2 separate regions of the Mus musculus genome follow, and region 2 is linked to region 1. Evidence: chromatin contacts called from public Micro-C data. All regions are on one chromosome and are shown on one strand. The core of a region is the stretch at or near the end of the contact, and the rest is flanking DNA. Distances in the headings are between cores, read along the strand shown.

Region 1 (7,076 bases), core at 654-3,153:
TGTATTGGCACTGGGTTTGTGGGAGGAGGCTGGTTGGTGGGGGGAGCCTGGTTGGTGGGAGGAGCCTGCTTCTCTGGCCCCAGCCCAGGCTCCAAATCTGCCTTTCCTGATCTCTGCTGCCCCACCATCCCTCCAGACATCTTCTAACCCCCAACTTCGACAGCCACAGCCAAGAAATAGGAAGGGATAGCAACGAAGGCCACCAGCAGCCACTCAGGTGCATCGCCTAATTGAGGTGGGGCAGGTCCCACATGTAAGGGGCTGTTCTGGGATCTCCAGACTGGGCTATTGGAGATGTGATTGTGACAACTATCTGTGCTCTTTATGTCTTCTGGCCATCTTTCTTTCTGCAGAGCACTTACCTCTGAGGTGGGAAGGACTAGGCATAGCCTGTGCTGTCCACTTGTGGCTTCAGACTGTGCAGCTGCCTGCCAGTCACCACGGGCACAATTCCTGACTTGGCCCTAACCTGTTACTTAATCCTGCAGCACACCCCAGCAAGTGTGCTCAGTCGCTGCTTTGCAATCATGAATCATGTCCTCTCTCTTTAGGCTCAGTACCTCCAGTCGAGGTTCACAGAACCTCCAGTCGACGTTCTGTTGCTATCACCACAGTTTTGGGTTTCAATCCCCAGGATGTTAAGCAACAAAATTCAAGTTATCTTTGAAGAAACCTGAGACAATGTCTGTTTATTGTGTAAGGCTTGGTGTCTTTGCTGAATGGTGAGCCCAGACAGTGATCCACTAGGCCAAACTTTATTCAAAGTCCCCTGAGGTCCCCATGTGGGGAGGGACTATGCTGCCACCTGGATAAAGGAAAGGGAAGCTCTGGGGGCCTGGTGACCCAGGGTACTGCAAGGAGTCAAGGAAACTCCCTCTTCCCTCTGTATCTAGTTAATGTCCCCACACATGGCTCAAGGTACCAACCAGCTTCTTGCCCCTAAACATAAGGGCCAGGTGGCATTCATACTCTTTAGGATTCCATTTGACCAGTAAGTCTGGGGACATAGAGGGCCTGTGTGCCTAGCAACTCTGCTGGCCATCAGAGCCAACTAATTCAGCAGAGGGCCCTATAATGTATCTGTCTGTATATTGTAGGCAGGGGGCTTTATCCTAGGGACAGTACATACAGGAGGCAAGGTGGCCCAACATGGAACAAGAACAAACCGGGTGTCCATTAGCCCAAAGTCTGCCCAGGACCCAAGGTTCTGGTGCTACCTGGTGGACATCAGGCACGGCAGCACTACCTGCTGATGGCCGGCATCCTCCATTTGCTTCCAACAATATCAAATGATATGAGGACTGGGGCTGCTCTTTGTCTTGGCTCTTGGCTCAGATCCTCCCCCAAATGCTCTGGAGCAGGCTGGGAGGGTGTCATCATCCTTAGCTGCTCCCCACTTGGGGGCCCCAGTCCAAAAGCCTTCCTGGGTATCCAGACCTTGCACGCTGTGGCCACATTGTAGTGAAGGTGATGCCATTGCTGTCCTTGTCCTTGGACAGAAGGTCACCAGCCAGCCACTCTGGCTGGGGGCTGGAGATCAGAGCCCCTTGGAGGCAGTGCCCACCCAGAAGAATGGCCTGAGCAGAGAACAGCACCCAGGAGGGGGAAGAGAGATTCCATAGGGTGGAGTGGGGCAAACACAGTAGAAGAAAGGCAGGGCAGCATCAAGCCTAGAGGAAATAGAGACAGGACGACTTCCATTGACAAGGGCGACTCGATGGCCCCACAATACAACTTTCAATAGCAAAAAATAACCCTTCCTTTTGGCTGCTCAATATGGTCAGAAATAAATACTGGTGGAGTCAAATCAGTCCATCCTGAGCTATTTCATATTGCTCAGCCTGACTCAAGCCTTCCCCACAGCTGGTCACACTGCCCCATCACAGCAGTTGTGGCCTCCTCTCTATTAGGGGAAGTGCCCATCTTGTCACACTGCCGCCACATCCGCTCCGTCACCACTTGGCCCCTATGAGGTGCTGGCTGCATTTCTGTGGCTATTGTTGCTCTTGCTGCTGAGGTTCCTGGACTGGAGAGCACTGTAGGTCATCCAAGGACCCAGAGGCCACTCCCTGCTCAGGCGTAGCCCAACATAGAAGTCATTCTGATTTTTATTTATTGCATATGCATGCATGTTAGTGCATGTAAGTGCCCATCTGTGTGCATGCATACATGTGTGTATGTAAATGTATATGTATATGTCTGTGTATGCATGTTTGTATGTACAAGTGCTCATATGTATGTATACATGTATGTGTATGTATATGTATGTCATGTTTGTGTATGCAAGTGCCCATCTGTGTACATGTATGTATGTATATGTACATGTATATGTGTATATGTATGCATATTTGTATGTACAAGTGCCCATGTGTGTGCATGCAAGTACGTGTATGTATCTATGTGTCATGTTTGTGTGTACAAGTGCCCATGTCTGTGTATGCATGTATGTATATGCATACATATATATGCTTTCATATATAGGTGCCTCTGTGTATGTGAGTGTGTGTGTGTGTGTGTGTGTGTGTGTGTATGTGTGTGTGTGCATACTCATACACAGCAGAAAACAACCTCAGCTCTCATTCCTCAGGTACTATTTACTTTGATTTTTTGAGGCCATGTCTCTCATTAGCCTGAAACTCTGGCAGGATTTCATGTGTGTAGCACCACACCCAGCTACTTCCTCCTGGGTCCTCAGTGACCAGACTCATGTTCTCGTTCGTGATTGACAGGCAAACACGTCACAGACTAAGCCTTTTACACAGAAGCCGTTTAAATACTCTCAGACACATCTCAAGCAGCCCTCTATGCACGGCTAGTCAGCACTGACCCTGCCCCTCTTGTGGTGCACTGACCTGTCTGAGATGACATTTGTCTTCCTCAGCAATTCTCAGATCCCAGGAGGGAGGAGTGGGGTCTCCATGGCAGCCAGTAGATGCTCTGCCGCTCTGCCCTGCAGGCTTTGTTCCCACTTCTGGACACTCTGACATTTTTAACACTCTGGGATTAACTTTAAGTCAATGCCAGCTTGTGTACAGGTTACCGTCCACGTGGGTGTGTCGTCACTGACACCACCGGCCCAGGCGAGAACCAAGATGCTGCCATCTGTTTGGTCCTCAGAAACACCGTGTTTTAGCGGTGTTTGGGGGAGGCAATGGTCTGAGGAATCTGAGACCACGGACACTCCTTTCCCAACTCCTCCAAAGCCTGAGGGTGACACAAACTCCACACAGGAAAACTAGTGACTGGAGAGATACGGCCCAATAAAGAAGGGCGAGGCTTGACCCTCCTGAGGTATCGCATCTGTATATCCCATCTGCTGCCCAGACACTACTGCTGGCGCAACCCACGTCACGTGGCCAGCAAAATGCAACCATTTCGTTTTTATTCCTCTTACTGATTATTTTTCTTTCAAACATTCCTTCCCTCGAGGTACCACACTTGATATTGGTTCTGTGTTTAAACTCTCTTGCCCATGTCTTCTCTTGGGCGATGTACATAAACCCCAGCTGTCAGACTTTATTTCCATGTAAAGAGATGGAGGATGTGGGTGCGGCCCTAATGGGGAACGACATTAACTAGAGAGACCTCGGATTCCTCTGAGTGTCCCACCTGTTCTGTGCACCTTACATTTGCCTCATGTTTAAGAGCAATGCTTTACCCACAACTCATGGAGAAATGAGAGGCTAAAGATTTGGCAAACATACCAGCCACCCTCTGCCCACGAGCTGGGCAGTAGCTGCGCCCACTGTAATTGCAGGGCTACAGCAACATCAGAGAGCAATTCTGTTCTCTTCCCACAATTTACAACCTCCCTCAAGCCCTTTGGGAGAATAACATTTCACTTTAAAATCATACCACGCCATTTGTCATTTCCTATAGTCACCGAGGAGAAGCCCACACTAACCGAATGCCTTTTGGCCAGAATGAAATTAAGCCCGGAAATGGGGAATACAAACTCGGGTTTTCTAAGAGTATTTTTTTTTAACCGTTGTTATTCTTTATGCGAGACAGCTTGTGTTCTTTTTGACATCCCATTTTCCAGTTTTTTAACTGAGATGTAGCTCATATCCCATGACATTTAACCCTTTGATACGTGCAATCTGGCAGTTCTCAGTAACTCTGCAAGACGGTGCAACTACCACTTTCCAATGCTAGACATTTCCACCAGCTCCAGAGAAATGCAGACCAATTTATAGATTCCCCCTTCCCTTCTCCCAGTCCATGGTAACTGTGGTGTCTGATGCCATGGTTCAGCGCAGGCAGGGTCCCTGGAAGAGCATTTTCGCATCTCTGGATGTGGGAGATGAAGAGGGATCTCAGAGGTTTGGAAGCTGTGAACCCTAACTATAGTTCTTCCTTCCCCCAGAGGAGAGCTTGGACCTTCCTTTCCTCCTCTATGAAACAGGGTACAGCACAGTTCAGGTGAGGTGTGAGGGTGACATGGGGACTCAGAGCACCCAGCACTCAGAGAACACTGTCACAATTTAATGAGTAAAACTCAGACCTGTTTTCAGAAGAAGGGCAAGAGCAGGGCAGGAGGGCAGGGGAGAGCAGGGGAGGGAAGGGGAGGAGGAGGGCAAGGGGAGGGCTGGGAAGGGCAGGGGAAGCAGGAGGAGGGCAGGGGAGAGAGCAGGAGCGCAGGGGGAGAGCAGGGGAGAGCAGGGGGACAGTGGGAAAGGACAGAGGGAGAGGACAGAGGGAGGGAGGGGGGCAGAGAAAGGGCAGAGAATGAGCAAGGGAGGGCAGGGGAGAGCAGGGGGAGGGCAGGGGAAAGCAGGGGAGAGGAGGAGAGAGGAGGAGAGGGCAGGGGACAGCAGGGGAGGGCAGGGGGACAGCAGGGGAAGAGCAGGGGGAGGGGCAGGGGAAGAGCAGGGAGAGGGCAGGGGGACAGCAGGGGGGGCAGGGGGACAGCAGGGGAAGAGCAGGGGGAGGGGGCAGGGGGAGAGCAGGGAGAGGGTAGGAGGACAGGAAGGGAGGGCAGAGATAGTTGGTTCCTTATTTGCAGGGCATCCACAAGGTGCTCAAACATCCAATTGCCCATGTGGTTCCTGTCCTGGTGCCAAACACTCTTCCAACCCCCACCCCAGCCCCCGGAGAAAGATATAAAGGAAGAGGGAAGCCACATCCCACTCCAGACTTGCTCCGTGAGTCTGGAATTTCTGCAACACTTTGAGCAGTCAGGCTAAGAAGAACCTCAACCAGGAAGATGGGGAGAAGATGAGCAGCCTCAACAGAGACCTGGAGCATGGACCCAGAAGACACTGCCTGCCCTGCGCTTTCTGCTCTGGGAGCAAGCCAGTACCTGTTCTAATGTCTCATCCAACCAGTAAGCAGCACCCCTCCATGGCCTCTGTGTCAGCTCCTGCCTCCAGGTTCCTGCCCTGCTTCAGTTCCTGCCCTAACTTCCTTTAAATGTTGAACAGTGATGTGGAAATGTTAGCCAAGCTAACCCTTTCTTCCTCAAGGTGCTTTTGGTCTTGGTGTTCCACCACAGTGACACTAACCCTGAGGCACAACCCTAAGGGGCTGAATGTCGGCCTTGAAAATTAAGTCCTAAAACACACACCAAGGGGGAAGATATCACACAACCAGCTTCAGACAGGGCAAGCAGGTTGTCAGAGACTTAGCAGGGTGGCAGAGCTGCTGGCTCTCCCAAGCAGTTCTTTAGAAAGGACATTAAGGTAGCACAGAATGAACCAGAGATCAGCAATGGCAAGCCTGAGCCCTCCCTGAGTCCTGACACAGCTGGTGAAAGCCGGGGGCTCGGGGGTGGGGGGAGAGACACCACCAAAAGACCCCTTGCTGACATTTCTCTACTGAGAATTTCTACAGTAAACTAAGTCACATTGCAGGACTATAATCCAGCCATGCTCCTGGCATGAAACCAGCCTGAGACTAGTGGGTTAATCCTCTCCTGATGTCAGAAATCACTCACCAAGGCCGAGTGACATGGTCATCTTTACCCAAGAGAGGGGAACTCGTCCCCCACTCGATCCTTTACTTCCCTCTGCAGGATGAAGACATGGCCCGGAGCCCCTGCTCCCTGCTTCTTCTGATGCACTTGGGCATCAAGGGCAAACCTGCTGACTCCAGGCTAGCCACATCCCTTTCCATCCATACCGGCCTTCCCTTGGTTGGCACGGGCAGGGCTCACACTTGCCATTCCCTTCACTTGTAGCTCTGGCTCTCTCCTCTCCTCTGTCAGCCTCCTCCCCTCGTAGGAGTACTGTTACAAAGCATTTGCTTCATACCTAGGGACTGGGGAGGCTTTGGGGTTGTGTAAGCAATGAGAACCATTGTGGCTTTCAATCCTATAACACTTTTGTGGGCATCATTAGATGCTTCTGTGGGGTTATAAAATCCAACGCTCTAAGGAGACAGATGAGGACCAGATAGCACACTGGGCCACTTAAGACGTGAGGTCCAGGGAGGCTGTAGTACAGAGTGGCATTTACGTAGAGCCATTGGGGTTGCACCTGCTGTTATCTCTGCTGTCCCCTTCCCTTGCCCACGCTCTGTGAGACAATAATGTTTCACTGTGACACACCCACTACCAAGTACTAACACCCGGGAGCTAGGTTAACACTTTTCAAATGTCGCTTTTTACTTTGCTTCTTGTTTCTAAGAACCTGCTGTCCTGTAAGCCCAGAGGCTCCTTCCAGGACTTTTGGTGATTTGGCATGTTTAGGGTTTATTCCTTGCTGTCCAGGGCTCCTAAAATCAAGATCATCACTTGCTGTGTTCAGAACCCTGCTTCTCAATGCCTTCCCCAGCTTCCTCACAGGCCCATATGACCAACCACCAGCTACCTCCTGTGCTTCCACAATGACCCTTCTCTGCTTTGGATCTAAGTCTCAGATTTTGCAGACAAGAACCCCTCCTGGCAGCTTAAATGGACCTGTAGCTTCCTGTCCCAAACAAGACAGGTTTAATTAAAAGAATACTTTTGAAAACTCCGGAAACTCTTCTTCCCCCTGCCAAACTCTCCCACTGTGTAACTAATGTGACCTTGAATGAGTCACTTTGCCACCTACCTCCCTACAAGGGTGTCACTGGAATCATGAGTTAATATGCAA
Region 2 (6,503 bases), core at 3,692-6,191, 120 kb before region 1:
CTCCCAGAGGTCCTGTGTATACTTGGGAGCTGGCTCAAGTCCATAGGCTTAGGGCCAGAACAAACTGTGGGTGTTGTTGGCTACAGTCCTTGAACAATCCCCACAGCCAGCTGAACGTTCATACAGAGAACCAGGCTTAGTAGGACTGGCTTGTGCTACTCCACAGAGACTGGCAGGTGTTCAGGGGAGGAACAGTCAAGCAATGCCCTTCCAGGTAAGGTACCTACCTGGTCAAGGTAATTTCAAGAAAATCCAGCAGCAAAAGGGAGAAGGATACCATTTATCAGGAGCCTTGGATTTCTTCATAGGAAGTGTGTTAGTTACTCTTGCTTGTGTTGCTGTGATAATATACCAAGACCAAGGCACTTCATAAAATGAAAAGTTTTGAGCTTAGAGTTCCAGAGAGAAAAGAGTACATCATGGCAGCAGGAAGGCATGCTATCTAGAGCAGAATGCTGAGAACTCTCATTGAGCCACAAGCACAAAGCAGAGAAAGCCAACCAGAGATGGTATGAATCTTTAAATTCCCAAAGTGCACCTCCAATGACAAACTTCCTCCAGCGAGGCCACACCTCCAGAACCTCCCCAAATAGCACCACCAACTAGGGACCAAGTGTTCAAATATGTAAGCCTATGTGGGTGTTCTCGTTCAAGCCACCCTAAAGAGTCTCTTCCTAGGAGACTGTATTAGTTAAGGTTTTACTGCTGTGAACAGACACTATGACCAAGGCAACTCATATAAGAAGAATATTTAACTGGGGCTGGCTTACAGGTTCAGAGGTTCAGTCCATTATCATCAAGGCAGGAACATGGCAGCATCTAGGCAGGCATAGTACAGTGTGGAAAGATCTAAGAGTTCTATACCGTCATCTGAAGGCTGCTAGCAGAATACTGGCTTCCAGGAGCTAGGACTAGCATGTAAAAACCCATGCCCACAATGACACATCTACTCCAACAAGGGCACACCTCCATATAGTGCCACTCCTTGGACCAAGCATATTCAAACCATGACAGAGACTTCACACACATGTGTATGTGCATTATTCTGTGATGACTAAACTCCCTCCATCACTCCTGAAAGGATAGCAGGTGTTGGCCAATATGGGAGATATACAAAGGATGGTATTTCAGCAGCTAAAAGGTCCTGTTAAGTAGATTTGTTAACAGCCAATATCCTCTATGTGGATCTGCACAGGAAGAATAAGAGAGACAGAACCAGACAGGTAAGCAGAAACATCTGCCCATCAGAAACATCAGCAGTTTCATATTTGACCTTCATAATCTGAAGTCAGGGATGACTTTATTGTCCAACTACAAAGCTCACAGTCACACCCTACACCCAGCCAATATCACGACCACAAGTTTCTCTTTGATCCTGAATCCTCTTCTCCCTCACTGTTGCTATCTGCTACTTGTCTTGAGAATTGAAAGGCTAACTCCCCTTCAACACAGATTGTGCCGTCCTCTCCTGTCACATGTGCATGTGCACACACACACACACACACACACCACAGTACACACAGGCTTGTTTCTTCAGCGAGCATTTGTACCACCAGTACCCAGCATGCCGTGCTCCCAGAAGACACTGGGTAGCCATTGGTGAGTTGGATAACCTGGTCGAGGCAAGGCTTTGGGGAACCTATTTGTTGCTTTGACTCTAATGACTCTACTTCTAAGACTGGTGACATTCCGCAGGTAATGTCATCTCAGCTGTGATCAACCAGCCAGATCATTCGTCTCATAAAACAACTAAGTCAATTTGCCCTGGAGAATCAATCCTCTCACCATAGCCAATACTCTAGCTCCATGCCCCTCTCCCTGACAGCCATCCAGGTGGTACCCACTGTTGTGGGCGGGACTCAGATTCGGGGGGACAATCCTAAGGCAAGACTGATTTTGACTTCGTTGTGCTCTCCTGTGTCATTCCTAGTTGCTGTGACAAAATGCCCTGACAAAGTTAGCTTAGGGGACGAAGGCTGCAGTCCGTTGCAGAGGGAAAGTCGATTAAGGCAGGAACTCTAGGGTCATATCACATCTATAATCAGGAACTAAGTAATAAACATGGGCATGCTAGACCTCAGCTAGAACCCTATGTTCACACAGTTCAGCACCACAAAGCCAGGGAATGGTACTACCCATACATAGAGTAGGTCTTCCCATCTGATTAAATGCAATTAAGAAAATCTCTCAGCCAGGCACAGAGGCACATGCCTCTACTTCTAGCATTCTGAGGCAAGGGGCAGAAAGATCTCTGAGTGTGAGGCCAACATGGTTAACATGAGGATCTCTAGGCTACCCAGGGCTACATAGTGAGACCTGTCTCAAAAGGAAGGAAGGAAGGAAGGAAGGAAGGAAGGAAGGAAGGAAGGGAGGGAAGGGAAGGGAAGGGAAGGGAAGGGAAGGGAAGGGAAGGGAAGGGAAGGGAAGGGGGAAGGGGGGAAGGGGGAAGGGGGAAGGGGGAAGGGGGAAGGGGGAAGGGGGAAGGGGGAAGGGGGAAGGGGGAAGGGGGAAGGGGGAAGGGGAAGGGGGGAGGGGGAGGGGGGAGGGGGGAGGGGGGAGGGGGAAGGGAAAGGAAAGGGAAGGGAAGGAAGGGAGGGAGGAAGGAAGGGAGGGAGGGAGGGAGGGAGGGAGGGAGGGAGGGAGAAAGAGTTCTTGCAAGCATGCCCTCAGGCCAACCCCATACAGACAATTCCTCATTGAGAATCTTCCCAGATGGTTCTAGATTATATCAGCTGACACTTAAAGCTGACCACCATACCCTGCAGTTTCGCTTGGTCCTGAAAGAAGATTATGTCTTCAAAAATACCTTCTGAACTAAAAAAAAAGAAAAAAGAAAGAAAATGGAAAAAAATTTATAGATAGTTAAAATAATCTGTATGGCAGAATTATGGTGCATCAAATGTAAGTGTCAGTAAGTACGTGAGGAAGAGGGACAGGGGGAGGGAGTGGGAGGGGGATTGATTGAGATTGATTTAGCTCCAAATCTAGATTGTGATACTCCACTGTCAGTCTCTAAGGAAGGCGGAAAAGGGACTGCTAGGCTCTTGCGCATGCATGTGGCAATTGCGCACTGCTATGTGACCCTGGAAAGCTAGGGACAGCCTCACTCTGAAGAGCTGCTGATGTGTGAAGCTGGCTCATTGATGAGTGTTCATATTTTCATGGTCTCTGATATAGACATCTTAAAGGGGTTCACAGTTCCAGGTTCCAGTCCATCAGAGAGAAGAAGCCACAGTAGAGGGGCCTGAGAAAACTGGTCACATCGCATCCATAGCGAAGAGCAGGGATCCAGGAATCTATGCAAGCTCGCCATGCCTAGCTCCCTTTCTCCATTTTATACAGTTCAGACTTCCCAGCTCAGGGACTGATCCTGCTGCCCACAGTTAGCTTCATCAAGGCAATCCCTCCCAGACATTCTCATAGGCTGATCTAAATCTAGACATTCCTTCACAGGCATGCCCAGAGACCTGCTTCCTAGAGCCAAGTTCACAACTGATGCCAACACAGCTATGCCTGGGTCTATAGGTGAGCAAAACAGTGAATTCTGAAAGGCAAGACCAAGTCACCCCGAAAAACTTCTCAACCGGGTAACAAGACACGCCCACCCAGTGATGTCACTGTGATAAGCACAGGAGGGCTTCCCAGGTTCCTCCATCCTGTGTCCACTAAGCAACCTCTACTTGTGTTGGCTTCCTAGATGTCTCAGCATTGGGTAGTGCCCCATGCAGCACAGGCAAGTGCCCTGGTCCCTAGACATGGATCTGTACAATTGTCAGTCACAATTCATGTTCTGATGAATTTATAACTTCTGAAAGTCTAGTTCCTAACTCTGTAAAGTTAAGGCTAGGAGTTAGACCAGGACAGAAACCAAAGAACCAACTGATCCAAAAATCAAAGACAAAATACTAAATACCATTTTAGTGCCTTTCCTATATGGATTGTTCCCAACAGGGGACAGGGGACAATCCTTGCCCCAGCTCTGCTTTCTACCTGGGCCACACTACACCAAGGGAGAGTACGGTGCTGTATTCCAGAGACTGAGCAGTGCCCAGAAGAAAGGAGAATTCACAAGAGGTCAGTGGCCAGTGCAGGAGAGCTCCAGGCAGGGATGGTCCCAGGTCTCTGGCTGGGTGGAGCCTGAGCACAGACCCGACTCTTTCCCCTCACACTCCATAGCAACGCTATTAATATCTTTCTTCCATTAAAGTTCCACAGATCAAGATGTGGCTTAGTCAGTAGAATACTTACTTAGCACAAATGACACACAGGACCCATACCCAGCACTGCATAAAACAGAGTGATGCTATACACCCGTAATCCCAACACGTAGAAGGTCAAGTCAGGAAGATCAGAAGTTCAAGGTAAGCCTTGGTTATGTCATGGGTTCAAGCCCCTCACACTCCATACTCACAGCCCCTCCCCCAAGATACTGCCTTAATAATAACAGCAACCAACAGCAACAACAATGGAACCTTCAAAGACTGTCATTTCTGGGAGCCTTTAGGAAGCCAAGGCAAAGAGGATAGCTTGTGTATTATCTCTGCCTTCTTGGCATTATTTGGATAAGTGCCAGAAAGACCTTCACTCTCAGCATGCGCAATGCACAGCCATACTGTCTCTCCTCCCACTCTAAGCTTCTTCACTGTAACAATACCATCCAGGGCAGAAGCACAAAGCAGAATCTACCCCAAAGGACCCCTTCTCCTCTCTATTTCTCCTCCTCCTCCTCCTCCTCCTCCTCCTCCTCCTCCTCCTCCTCCTCCTCCTCCTCCTCCTCCTCGTCCTTCTTCTCCTCCTTCTTCTCACGATCACTGGACACCAGTCTCTCCCAATGCAGTCACTCTCTGAGCTGCCAAGGATTTTTTTCTTGGGTGCTAATCTCTCCAGCTGTTTACCCCACCACAAACCCATCGCATTACGTCATGCTTTGGACTCAAATCTACATATTTCCCCAACACCCATGTCCTCTGTGGACTGCAGGGTATGTATTGCTCCTCTCCACATCCATGGCCCTGTGATCTCCACTCCATGCTTGTTCACCTGGTAAGACTTAGCCACTTTACCTCCTTGGAAGTGGCTAAGGCAGAATGACCTCTGGCCTTGATTTGTCTGTGGCCAGGATATTCTCCCAGGCATCAGCCTGGGTCTGTGCTCAGGCTCCACCCAGCCAGAGACCTGGGACCATCCCTGCCTGGAGCTCTCCTGCACTGGCCACTGACCTCTTGTGAACTCTTCTTTCTTCTGGGCACTGCTCAGTCTCTGGAATACAGCACCGTACTCTCCCTTGGTGTCGTGTGGCCCAGGTGGAAAGCAGAGCTGGGGCAAGGATTGTCCCCTGCCTCCTGTTGGGAACAATCATATAGGAAAGGCACTAAAATGGTATTTACAAGCAAAGGAGCCAATGTGACCAGCACCAACGGAGCACACTCAGCTCAACAGAGACCTTTGTGATCACGTGTGAAAGACCTACTTTTCATAGTCACATCAAAGAGAGAGTCAAGAAGGTGTAGTGGTTTCCTAACCACACGCATACTTTTTGAAGTCGGTGCTCTGTATTTGTCAGTTATTTCCTCTGAATTGAAGCATTCCCTCCTGGCAAAGGAAGGGTAGATATTTAAAAGACTCACATGATACACTCCCTCAAAGCAATAAGCAATAGACAGAGGAGAGATGGCCCTCAGGCTGAGCTGCCTGCCAGTTGTACAGGGAGCGCAAGGGATGCCAAGTTTTTGAGTCATAAGCCTGGGCTGGGCTGGGCTTTTCATGGATGTAACTGCCCTTGATCATCTATGCTTCTATTACGTAACGTCAATAACTTACTGGATCACTGAGCTAGACTTGGGTGGGATCATATTATCTTTCTTCAATCATCAATTCTCTGTATGGAATGACTTCACATCCCTCATACACAAAATCCACACAGCAGAGAGTCCCTTGGTCTCTACCTTAGAACAGAAAGAGATAGCCATTTCCGCACTTTGGAAACTTTCTTTCAAGGTTCCAATAGTCTGGTTTTATGAAAAGATGAAATTGATTGGGAGTATTTTGCCAATACTTGGTTAGCAACAAAGCCATGAGAGTTGTAGAGAGTGGGCATTATCCTCACACTGCTCCTGCTGGCTGGTGATCAAGGGTGGCCTCTGCTGCAGGGCTGAATTGCTAATTTGATGGTTGCATTTTATCAAGGAGTCTGCTCTAACTTCAGAAATCTGATTGAGTTCACATCCCTCTATTCGGTCCCTTGCTAACATCGTATGGTAACAATGTCCTTCCAAGCTACGGGGCATCATCCTGGACACTTTGCTCATGAGGTTCCAGCTCATAATGACAGGAACACAGGGAAGGGCTGGCAGTACGGTCCTGGGGTTGATGTTGTCATGGGTCTGTTCATACCTGTTGCGTTGCAGGAGCCCACGGTGCCTTCTGTGGAGTCATTGCTCATCTGCCCCCGAGAGTCTGTGCGGTTTCGAAGTGCCAATAGAGCGGGGCCCTTGCTCCCACCT

The links. Hi-C and Micro-C count contacts between places; a contact is called where the count stands out from the background.
Region 2: a contact with region 1 is called in a Micro-C map of muscle stem cells, with 5 times the contacts expected there. The contact joins two enhancer-like sites. A contact is called at or near these places in 1 of 39 promoter capture datasets (the C10 cell line), 1 of 15 datasets of contacts at CTCF or cohesin (the NIH/3T3 cell line), 6 of 484 Hi-C or Micro-C datasets (the C10 cell line, cumulus cells, embryonic stem cells and 1 more), 2 of 115 datasets of contacts at active chromatin or transcription factors (embryonic stem cells and kidney) and 3 of 9 other capture datasets (adipose tissue, liver and pancreatic islet).

The regions. Positions count from the first base shown.
Region 1 is chr17:8,629,573-8,636,648 of GRCm38.p6, reverse strand. It overlaps a transcript of Pde10a not described here. Among named protein-coding and RNA genes, the nearest start is that of Gm46585, 100 kb to the left of the region's middle. Within about 2 kb of position 1,903, at least 15 of the 459 cell types and tissues checked have an H3K27ac peak or open chromatin away from gene starts, as enhancers often do. A contact at or near this core is called in muscle stem cells, where this site is marked.
Region 2 is chr17:8,756,984-8,763,486 of GRCm38.p6, reverse strand. It overlaps a transcript of Pde10a not described here. Among named protein-coding and RNA genes, the nearest start is that of Gm46585, 25 kb to the right of the region's middle. Within about 2 kb of position 4,941, at least 14 of the 459 cell types and tissues checked have an H3K27ac peak or open chromatin away from gene starts, as enhancers often do. A contact at or near this core is called in muscle stem cells, where this site is marked.